Regions from separate parts of the Muntiacus reevesi genome. Here regions 2 and 3 are each linked to region 1. Evidence: chromatin contacts called from public Hi-C data. All regions are on one chromosome and are shown on one strand. Each heading gives the region's core, a stretch centred on a gene start, on an enhancer-like site or on the middle of the called end of the contact. The rest is flanking DNA. Distances are from core to core; before and after follow the strand shown.

Region 1 (3,307 bases), core at 550-3,049:
AAAGCTGGTTATTCCTACAGATAGAAAATTGGGCTCTGTGGGATTATAGCTATTGGAAAAGGGTTTTTTTTTTTGTTTTGTTTTTTAAGCTGAAGTGTGCCAGAGCCAACTTGCAGCTCTGAGGATACAGGACATCATGCTACACGTGTTCAGCTGAGACTCTCTTCTTGGTTCTTTTAGAAATGTTGGGCTTTTTCTCTAAATTGGACTCAGAATATGGACATTTCCTGGGCACACACCACATTATCACCCCAACTTTTAATATCTAAAGTAGTAGCAGTGATTTGAAAGAGAAATTTGTCAGCCATGGTGTAATTTTAATTGATAAATGCTATAGCAAGTGTCAGTTTGTTTTCTTCAACTCCTGCTGATGGCTTTAACTGCATAAAAAATATTCAAACTTAAAACATTGTTGTGTTATGATACAACTTACTTACTTGTACAGTATTGTCATTACAACCCATTCAGGTGTGTGTGGATGGATCTGAAACAGACAACATGTAAAATGGGTGCTGTATAATACAATTACTACAGATGTGGGTCCATAAAATAGAACTGAGCCCTTGTCTTTAAAAAAGAAAAAAAAGTTTATTAAGCAGCTTACCCCGGTGGGACTTTTACCAGACATTTCCCCATTTGGTCTCTTCTGACACTCCCACCCTGAGGGAACAATCAGTAACTGGGAATTGAGTGTTTATCCCTCTGTGAGGAGCCATTTACTTCAGGAATGGGAGTCTTATTTTTATCCCTCCCATCTGAAGCTGCTTCCTTAAGTCTGTTTTGTTTTGTTTTTGTAAAGAATTACGAATTCTGGACATGTTTGTAAGATAATCGCTCAAGATTTGTATAAAATGTTATTCACAGATCTTTTATTCACAGATGAATAAACACAAAAAAATACCATGGGTCTCTTGGAGAATTTGAAATAAAACTGCTTAAATTGTAAAGATCTTTTACTTCATTTAAATCTATAGCTAACACACTTATCTAAAAGTAGGTAAAGGATAAACGATCCTAGAGTAACCAAGCCTAATAACCGTGGCCAACATTTTCAAGCTCTTGGCGAAGTCGGGGTCTAGATTTGCACATCGGGCACAGTATATAGTTCTACTATCAAAGGGAACTGGAAGCCAGGGACCAGAGACTGGGCATCAGCGATAGCAGAAGTGGCTGGAGGCGTTGAGAAGAGTGTAAAGGCAAAATGACTGGATTTTAGACACGCCCCGAAGGCAAAAATCAGCCTTTTTAAAAGATGGGATTAACGTGCAGTCACCCATTTCGCCCTGGGGCGGGGAGATCAGGTTCGTTTCCTTCTGCAGACCTAAAGCTTCGCAATTTAACTGGAGACTAGAGCCCACTCCCTGCATTTAGTCACTGCAAAGCTTCTCAGGACGCCGAGAACAAAGAATAGTGGGAATACAGCAAGGAACTGCAAAGGGAAAGAAGTTTAAGGGAAGAGGGGGAAGGTTAGGGGAGTTATGCCGAGATGGGAACCCAGTATCTTTCTCCCTGCCAAATCCTGTAGCCAGTTCCCTCCAAAAATTTTAAAGGATTCCACTTCCAGATACTCGAATCCTGGTCGAAACCGAAAGCCCCAAATGCCCCGCACTTCGCTGCCAGTCGACGGCAAAAAGATGGAGCAAGCGGGGACAGGAAACAGACGTACCGGGGACTCTGGGAAACCACGAAGTGACGTCATATCCGACCAAAACAAAAACGGCCGGGCAATTTCTAGCGGGCGCGCCCTCAGAATTAACAACTGGGCGTGCGCCAAAGCAGATACACAGGTGGCGTCATTACGTTAGTGTCGGGCGCAGGCGACGTGATTACGTTAGCGTCGGGCACTGGAGTATTGAAGTGAACCTGAACCGGCGCAGACTTAGAAAGCTACAGTGAACCTAAGGATGGCGGGCACAGGTTTGGTGGCCGGGGAGGTTGTGGTGGATGCGCTGCCGTATTTTGATCAGGGTTACGAAGCGCCTGGTGTTCGCGAAGCGGTAAGTTCGGGGTTTTGTGTAACTGGCTCAGCGCTGGCTGGCCCATAGTGCCGGAAGAAGTGCCTAACAATTTGCTGCTCGTACCCTGTCTTCTTTTCGTTCTTAGGCTGCGGCGTTGGTGGAGGAGGAAACTCGCAGATACCGACCTACGAAGAACTATCTAAGCTACCTGACGGCCCCAGATTATTCTGCTTTTGAGGTAAGTGTGATGTTTTGAGCCCAGCGCACAGTGAACCCCTTTGGATCGAGAGCCTTTGCCTTAAAAGCCTTCACTTAAAAGTGAATTGTAAATTCCAGCTTAAGTATTACTTGCTTCACTATTACTTACCCTGTTGTCAGTATTGTTAGTCAGTTGAAAATAGCTGCATTAAAAAAAAAAAAAAGAAAGAAAATAGCTGCATAGATAAGCCTCCTCCAGAGTTCTGAGACCCACAAGACTTCCGAGGGCTCCACAGACTGACCTAACAATGCAAAAATTAGTGTTACGTCTTTCCAAGATAAGTTTTTGCGTAAATTGTCAAAGGGATCCTCTTCCTCTAAGTATAAAACAAGTGATCTAGGCTGTTTTTTAAAATACACAAAAGCCTAATTACCTAAGCTTCTGAGAGCCACAGGATTGCGGCCTTTGTTTCAAAGCCTAAATATTTACTGAATGTATGTCGTTGATTGTAGAGATAAATAATATCTAAGTGAACCATACTAAACCGTTTAGATATTTTGCCTAGAAGTGCACCCAAAATACTGTGGGTGGTAGATTAGTCGCTAAGTCGTGTCTGGCACTTTGCAACCCCATGGGTGCCGGCCAGACTCCTCTGCCCATGGGATTCTCCAGGCAAGAATACTGGAGTGGGGTTGCCATTTCCTTCTCCAGGGGGTCTTCCCAACCCAGGAATCGAACCCGAATTTTATGCATTGCAGGCAGATTCTTTACCAACTGAGCTACCAAGGAAGCCCATCCAAAATACTGTTCCGGGTCTAATTGTTCAGTCGCTTAGGTGTGTCTGACTCTGAGACCCCATGGACTGCAGCGCCAAGGTCTCCCTGTCCTTCACTGTCTCCCGGAACTGACTCAAACTCATATCTATTGAGTTGGTGAGGAGAAGTGGGCGGTAGAGGATAAGATGGTTGGATAGCATCACGGACTCAAAAAAATAGTGGTTAAGTTTTAAGTAGAAGAGAGAGGTTCCTACTGACACACTTGTTTTCCCATGATTTTTTCTAAATGTTGTTACCCAAATATAGATGTTACCACATTAAGAACTAAGGACAGTAATGAGTCCTTATTAGCTTGATTTCTGAAAGTTTCAGAT
Region 2 (3,078 bases), core at 417-2,916, 140 kb before region 1:
GGAACATTTCTTGATGTTCTGATACTTTGAACATAGTTTAGGTAATAGATCGGGAGAGCTTACTATAGATTTCCTCCTCTGCAAAAGAATTGGTGGTGATAGAGAGTAATACTTTGGTATTATATATTAATATCACACATACATATATGTGATAAATATATCATGTTACATTTTGGGATTGTGAAATTAACCATTGTCATGCACCTGGGTCATTAACTGTGATTTTATTTCTTCACAGGGATTTGGTGCAGAAAGAAAGATCCGTCAAGCTGGTGTCATTGACTAACCACATCCACAAAGCACATCATTAATCCACTATGATCAAGTTGGGGGGATTCTGGTGAAGGGTTCTGAATATCTCCCTCTTCATCCCTCCCAAAATCTGGAATACTTATTCTATTGAGCTATTACACCAGTTTTAACACCTTCCTCGTGTTATGTTTAAAAAAATAAATAAATTTAAGAAAACCATTTTAAAATTATGCACAGTTGCAGCCTGGAAAACTTAAGGTGGCGCCTTATAGTATCAATTTTAGGAGCTTTATTTGGTGCATTTAACGCAACTGGTAATTACAGAATCCACTTCGCCTGTGTAAGAGAAAAATATAGACTGTTAACTTGTTGGCCCTATGAAATTCTGCACTTGATATTTAGTATATACTCTACCTTCATTACTTCTGGCAAAATTTCTGCCTTAGCACTCAGTTACATTCTTTTTCCTTTTCTGTTTATTATGCTTTAATTCTGAGGACCATATGAGGGTAGAATATATTAAAAATTACCAAAATTTATATAGGCAAACCATTTCCTTAAGTTGATGGCCAAATGTTAAAATGTTATTTTTCATATCATTTATAATCTTGTCACAGTCCACTTAACGAAGTTTGGTTAGATTTCAGTGAAAATTATCTTCCAGAGTAGTTTTTTTTTTTTTTTCCTGGCATGGGGGGGTAACTTTACTACAATTAGTATGTATGGTGCAGAATTTCATGCAAATGAGGTGTGCCAGCAGTGTGATAATTTAAACGTATTTAAACAAAAACAAAAAGACGAATGCACAAACTTGCTGCTGCTTAGATCACTGCAGCTTATAGGACCCAGTTTCTTTTACTGATTTCAAAACAAAACAAAAGAAAAAATAATAAAAAAGTTGTGCCTGAAATGAATCTTGTTTTTTTTATAAGTAGCCGCCTGGTTCCTGTGTCCTGTAAAAATACAGGCACTTGACCCTTGGTGTAGCTTCTGTTCGACTTTTTATCACGGGAACGGATTGGTCTGATTTCTTGGCCCTCATCTTGAATTGGCCATATACAAGGTCCCTGGCCAGTGGACTGAAGGCTTTGTCTAAGATGACATGGGTCAGCTCAGGGGATGTGGGGGAGGGTGTTTTTATCTTCCCCGTTGTCGTTTGAGGTTTTGATCTTCTCTGGGTAAAGAGGCCATTTATCTTTGTAAACACATAACATTTTGCTTTCTCCAGTTTTCTGTTAATGGCGAAAGAATGGAAGCGAATAAAGTTTTACTGATTTTTGAGACACTAGCACCTAGCGCTTTCATTATTAAAACGTCCTGTATGGGAGGGGCGGGTCTGGGTGCGGCCTGCCGCGTGACTCCTGGGTCAGAGGCCCACGTGGCCGGGGCGGGGACTTGGGCGCAGACTGATTACGTATCGGGCGGGGCCGGAAGTGCCGCTCCCTAGTGGGGGCTGTTCATGGCGGTTCCGGGGTCTCCCAACAATTTTCCCGGTTGTGGTCGTAATCTATCCGAAGTGGAGGCAGTAGAGCTAGAGGTAAGGCTCTGGCGTGTGTAGCGTTCAGCTTTCGAGCATAGTGATAATTCCTTGTTGCCAGAAATCGAGCGGAATCTACGAACTGAAGACAAAGGCCCTGGGCGGGGGTGTCCTTCGATTTGAGCCCTACGGAGGAGTTCTCTGGAGAAAGGGGGTTGGGGACTAAGAAAGGGAGACAGCCTGGCGGCCGCCCCCCAAACCTGAAAAGATTTACAGGAGGAGTAGGAAAGGGGGTTTCCTTTCCCTTAGGCTGAGGGCGGGGCCCAAAGTCTTGAAACCGAGGGTGAGGGTAGCTGGAAGATTAATCCAGAATTCTGAGATCCACAGTAACCTGCAAGTGTTTTTGCACTCCTGAATCACTTTGAGAACCAAGTGGAGATGAACGTGTACGGAACCAATCCATTTCAAATTCTGGTTTTAGTTACTATTGATTACAGAAAGCTTTGAAGTTCTGTGGTTCGCCAGTTAACCCTAATTGCTGCTTTCCAACAGGTTCTTGCTGGTGTGAAATGACTGAGTACAAACTGGTGGTGGTTGGAGCAGGTGGTGTCGGGAAAAGTGCACTGACAATCCAGCTAATCCAGAACCACTTTGTAGATGAATATGATCCCACCATAGAGGTGAGGCCCAGTGGTGGTCCGCTGACCGTACCTCTCTGTTTGCATTTAGTCTTACGCATTCTCTTCCCCGTACCCTTCAGCTGTTCTTTAGCTAAAGGAATAATCAGAAGAGAAAAAGTTATTTGGGGCTCTGTGTTTAGTAATACAATAAATTAAGCTTTTTTACATGTCTGTGGGAAAGAGTTCATTTTTATTAGCTGCTGAAGATTTTATAAAAAGTTTACAGTTTTTAACCGTTTTGTAAACAACTCACTGTTGAACTCGTTTAGTTTCTTCACATATGACAGCTCTGTTAAAAAGAACACAGGTCATAGCATAAATACCTGAATAATAGCAGGATGGAGAAAAAGGATTGAGAGATCTAGGTGTTTCTTAGCTAGTTGAAGCAACTGAGACTGTGGGTTGAGGTAGAAAGAGCATGAGATTTTGAGTCACTGTGCCTTGGAGTACCATCCTGTTTTCAGTTTATTAGTTATGTGACAGTGAGCAATCACTCTCTTCATCTAGTAAAGTACCATAAATTTGTCTTGCCTGACACACAAGCAATGTGAAAAATCAAGTGTGTTACATTTTTATGGATGCTGATGCAGTGTAATTATTACTTATTTAAGGATTCTGTTGTTTTTGTAGGAGTTCATGTTACAGATTGATTTCAGTAAGTGGCATCTA
Region 3 (3,247 bases), core at 663-3,162, 170 kb before region 1:
TATTGTCCCCTTAAAATGTGATCTAAAAATGAAACCTATCTCTACCTAAAAATGAAACCTATGAGTAGTACTTGTAGAAAAACTAAATAATTGAAACCAGTGATTTAAATCAAATTACTCCATCTCTTACTTTTTTTAAAGCTTGGAAGCTAAAATATATGCTTCTGGGTTTATACATATTTGCATTTTGTCAAATATAATTTGATACTAATTATGGATCAAGGGGGAATATAAAGGCAACTGAGCTATATCAGAATAAAGGTGATGAAATGGTTTAAGGTCTTACATGGTTTAAGGTCTTTAGAAGTTAAGAGTGATGGTAGAAAGTGAGACCTTATTCTCATTAATAGGATTTGTACTTATAGAATTTAGTGAGGCTATTATTTTTTATATTTCCCATTGCTGTGATATGAGACCTAATTCTACTTTTAGCCCAGCTTCACATGACCTTATTTCTAGTGCAAGAGCCCAGGGCAGTTTCTCCATAACATTAGATTAGAGTATCCAAACGGATCTATTGCTGGGGAGGAGAAATCTCAATTTAAGATTTGGACAGAGGAAACAAAACAACTAGTCTGATGTATTTACATTCCATACTTCCCAACAGAACACTCCACTTTCTAATAACTTCTTACATTGTTGTTCAGTGCTATTCATTCAACAAACTTTTGAAGGTTGTCTATGTCAGGCATTGCCAGGATAAGCGATGTAAAAATGAATGTCACAGGCCCTGTTCTAAAGTATCACTAGCTAGTATAAACTAGCAAAAACAGAGTGAACTATGAAAGCATTAACAGTGAAGCCTGGGAAAGCTGTGGTGGAGCGGGTAAGCATCAAAGAGAAGGGGCATCTTGTGGGATTAGACCAATAGCAGAAGAGTTGGATAAAACATCTTTGAACTTCGGAAATAAGATACTACCTCCTCTTATAATCCAAGGTTACATACTCTCATAACACTGTGCACCTTTCCTTCATTGCAGTTATTTCAATGTGTATGTTCAGATTTTGGTTTTGTGATTAAATGATGCTAGACTGAAAGTTCCTTGAGGACAGCACCATGTCCATTTGTTGTTACTATTACACATCCCAGCGATGACACATATGTGATGCAGGACAAGTAAGTGTTGAGAGGGAAAATAAAGTGGGTGGGCAAGTTCTCAGAAGCATGACTGGTCATTTTTTATCCAGTGTTCTCAAGCGAGAGAGCCACAGAATGTGAAAAGCATTCCTCTCACCAAAGGGGACTGCCTGATGTTTGGCAAGGTGTAATTCATTGAACTTTTCTGTGGTTAGAATTAACATTTCCCTCCTACCCTCTCTCCTTGTGAGATAAATCATCCATTTACCCTGATTTCAACCTTTTGGTTACCGATTCAGTCCCGTGGATCACACTATGAACACCTTCCAGTAACTAGAAAGGTCAGTTGAAGGAGTTTAATGGCCATGATACCTTGCTCACTCACTGTCTGTTGCAAGCAACACAGTTTATGGGAGATAAAGTTCTCACTTAAGGTTTTCAAAGTACCTTGCTAAAAATCTAACTCTATACTAAATAAAATTCCACTCTAATGTAGCAGACAAGAAAGCCTCCAATGTGAAAAAAATGAAACTGCGGTTTGCGAACTTCTGGATTACTGCCGAGGAAGGAGAATCCTTTATATGACATTTCTGATACGTCCTCCAAATTGTTCTCCCTGGAGGTTCACCCTGGTCTCACAGCCTAAAGCATATTCAAGTTTGCAAAGATCAGAGACACTGAAAGTCACCCTACACCCCACCCCTTGAGTCCCAGTGGAGTCAGTAAACACAGATTGATTTCCGCAACTCAAGGGGGAGGGGATCTAGGGGAATTTAGACACCACCTCCGTTGTGGTTAAGCACAGCGCACCGCTGGCGTCATTCAGCCCTCGTGCGCAGGCGTACTAAGGATACACTCCCCCTCCCCTTCCTGTGCACGCGCTCGGAGTCTGCAACTCTCGCGAGAGAAGCGAGATTTATTCCTACGTACCGGGCCGTGCTGCTTATGGCGGCGCTGGAGAGGGGGCGCTGAGCTGTTGGGGTGAGTACGACCTCAGGGTCCAATTGGGGATAGCAGGAAGCCAAGTTAAGGGCGGATGAAAAAATCAAGACAAACGGGAGAGACCTCTGAGTCAGGGTGGGCACTTCTAGAGCCTCGTGTAGATTACATTTCGCCCTGAGTCCCCACCCCGGGCTTTTCCACCCGTCCCCCGTTCAACTGTCTAGGCCTCACATCAGGCTGCAGAGCCGAAGTGAAGATTGGAGGCCAGGCGGCAGCGCGTGGTGGTGCTGGTGACTAAAGTGGGGGGAGGGAGCGAAAATGGAGGCTCCGACCGCAGCCAAGATGGAGGCAGGGGTGCGGGGCTCGGGCGCGGAGGCTGCTGGGAGTTGTAGTCTGGCTGTTTCCCCCTCAGCCGCTTGGTGGGGGAAACGAGAACTACAAGTCCCGGCGGGCGGGGCGAGGGGGTGGTGGCGCGGTCCTTTGTGTGAGACTGGAAGAGCCAGAGGCAGAGGAGAGCGGCCTACTCTGACTTTGGACACTATAGTTTCTTAGCCGTCACCTGCTTGCGGATCTGCCTACCAGTAGCAGAGCGCAGTGCGGCAGTGGCCCTTCCTTTGTGTATGAACTGAGACCCCGCTCTACCTAAGTTGCTTAGAGACACCTCCATTCTTCGGCCACTTCTGGCACGGTAGCCCAGCCGAAGTGTCATCTTTATTGCCATTCACCCAGAGCTGTTTATCCTGGGTCTCAACCCTAGCTTCCCCGTCTAACCCTCTCCTTTAGCTTCTTGAGAAAGAGAACCGGCCTCTGAACTTAGGCACAGGGCTCTCACCCCTCTAATTCTAGGGTTAAAACAGACTCTTTTGAGAGCTCAGTGGCGTTCTTCTTACCACCTTCTCTGGTTCTTATGGTGTAAGAGCCTGGCCCATATTGTGCAATGAAAGACTTGACGTCGTCATTCTGTGTAGTTTTTTTAGAGCTCTGGTCGCAGACCCTTCGAGGTTCTTACCATTCTATCCTAAGTAGGAGATCTTAGTACCACGGTTCTTTTTTGCCTTAAGGTTTTGCTTTGGAAACACCCGGATAGCTCCTCCCTTGCTTAACTTACAAGTAAGGCAGGGAACACTCTAAAATAGCCTTCATTCCGCAAATACAGAAGGCTGAACGTTGTTGTCCGAGGTAATTTCCTTGTTTTGCACCTAAAATGAGCGAAAGAATGTGGTCCTC

Evidence for each region. Hi-C and Micro-C count contacts between places; a contact is called where the count stands out from the background.
Region 2: a contact with region 1 is called in a Hi-C map of blood, with 2.9 times the contacts expected there. The contact joins the promoter of NRAS here to the promoter of BCAS2 in region 1. A contact is called at or near these places in 2 of 3 Hi-C or Micro-C datasets (blood and muscle).
Region 3: a Hi-C map of muscle shows a contact between it and region 1, with 5 times the contacts expected there. The contact joins the promoter of CSDE1 here to the promoter of BCAS2 in region 1. A contact is called at or near these places in 2 of 3 Hi-C or Micro-C datasets (blood and muscle).

The regions. Positions count from the first base shown.
Region 1 is chr1:90,935,519-90,938,825 of mMunRee1.1, forward strand. It overlaps BCAS2 (BCAS2 pre-mRNA processing factor), which reads left to right and starts at 1,800. Exons shown (of 8, transcript XM_065906596.1): 1 at 1,800-1,997; 2 at 2,104-2,196. The coding sequence starts at 1,905. DENND2C (DENN domain containing 2C) reads left to right here. Exons shown (of 19, transcript XM_065906577.1): 19 at 1-947.
Region 2 is chr1:90,800,111-90,803,188 of mMunRee1.1, forward strand. It overlaps NRAS (NRAS proto-oncogene, GTPase), which reads left to right and starts at 1,667. Exons shown (of 7, transcript XM_065906503.1): 1 at 1,667-1,789; 2 at 2,282-2,409. The coding sequence starts at 2,299. It overlaps CSDE1 (cold shock domain containing E1), which reads left to right. Exons shown (of 21, transcript XM_065906467.1): 21 at 239-1,540. The coding sequence ends at 286.
Region 3 is chr1:90,764,141-90,767,387 of mMunRee1.1, forward strand. It overlaps CSDE1 (cold shock domain containing E1), which reads left to right and starts at 1,913. Exons shown (of 21, transcript XM_065906467.1): 1 at 1,913-2,059.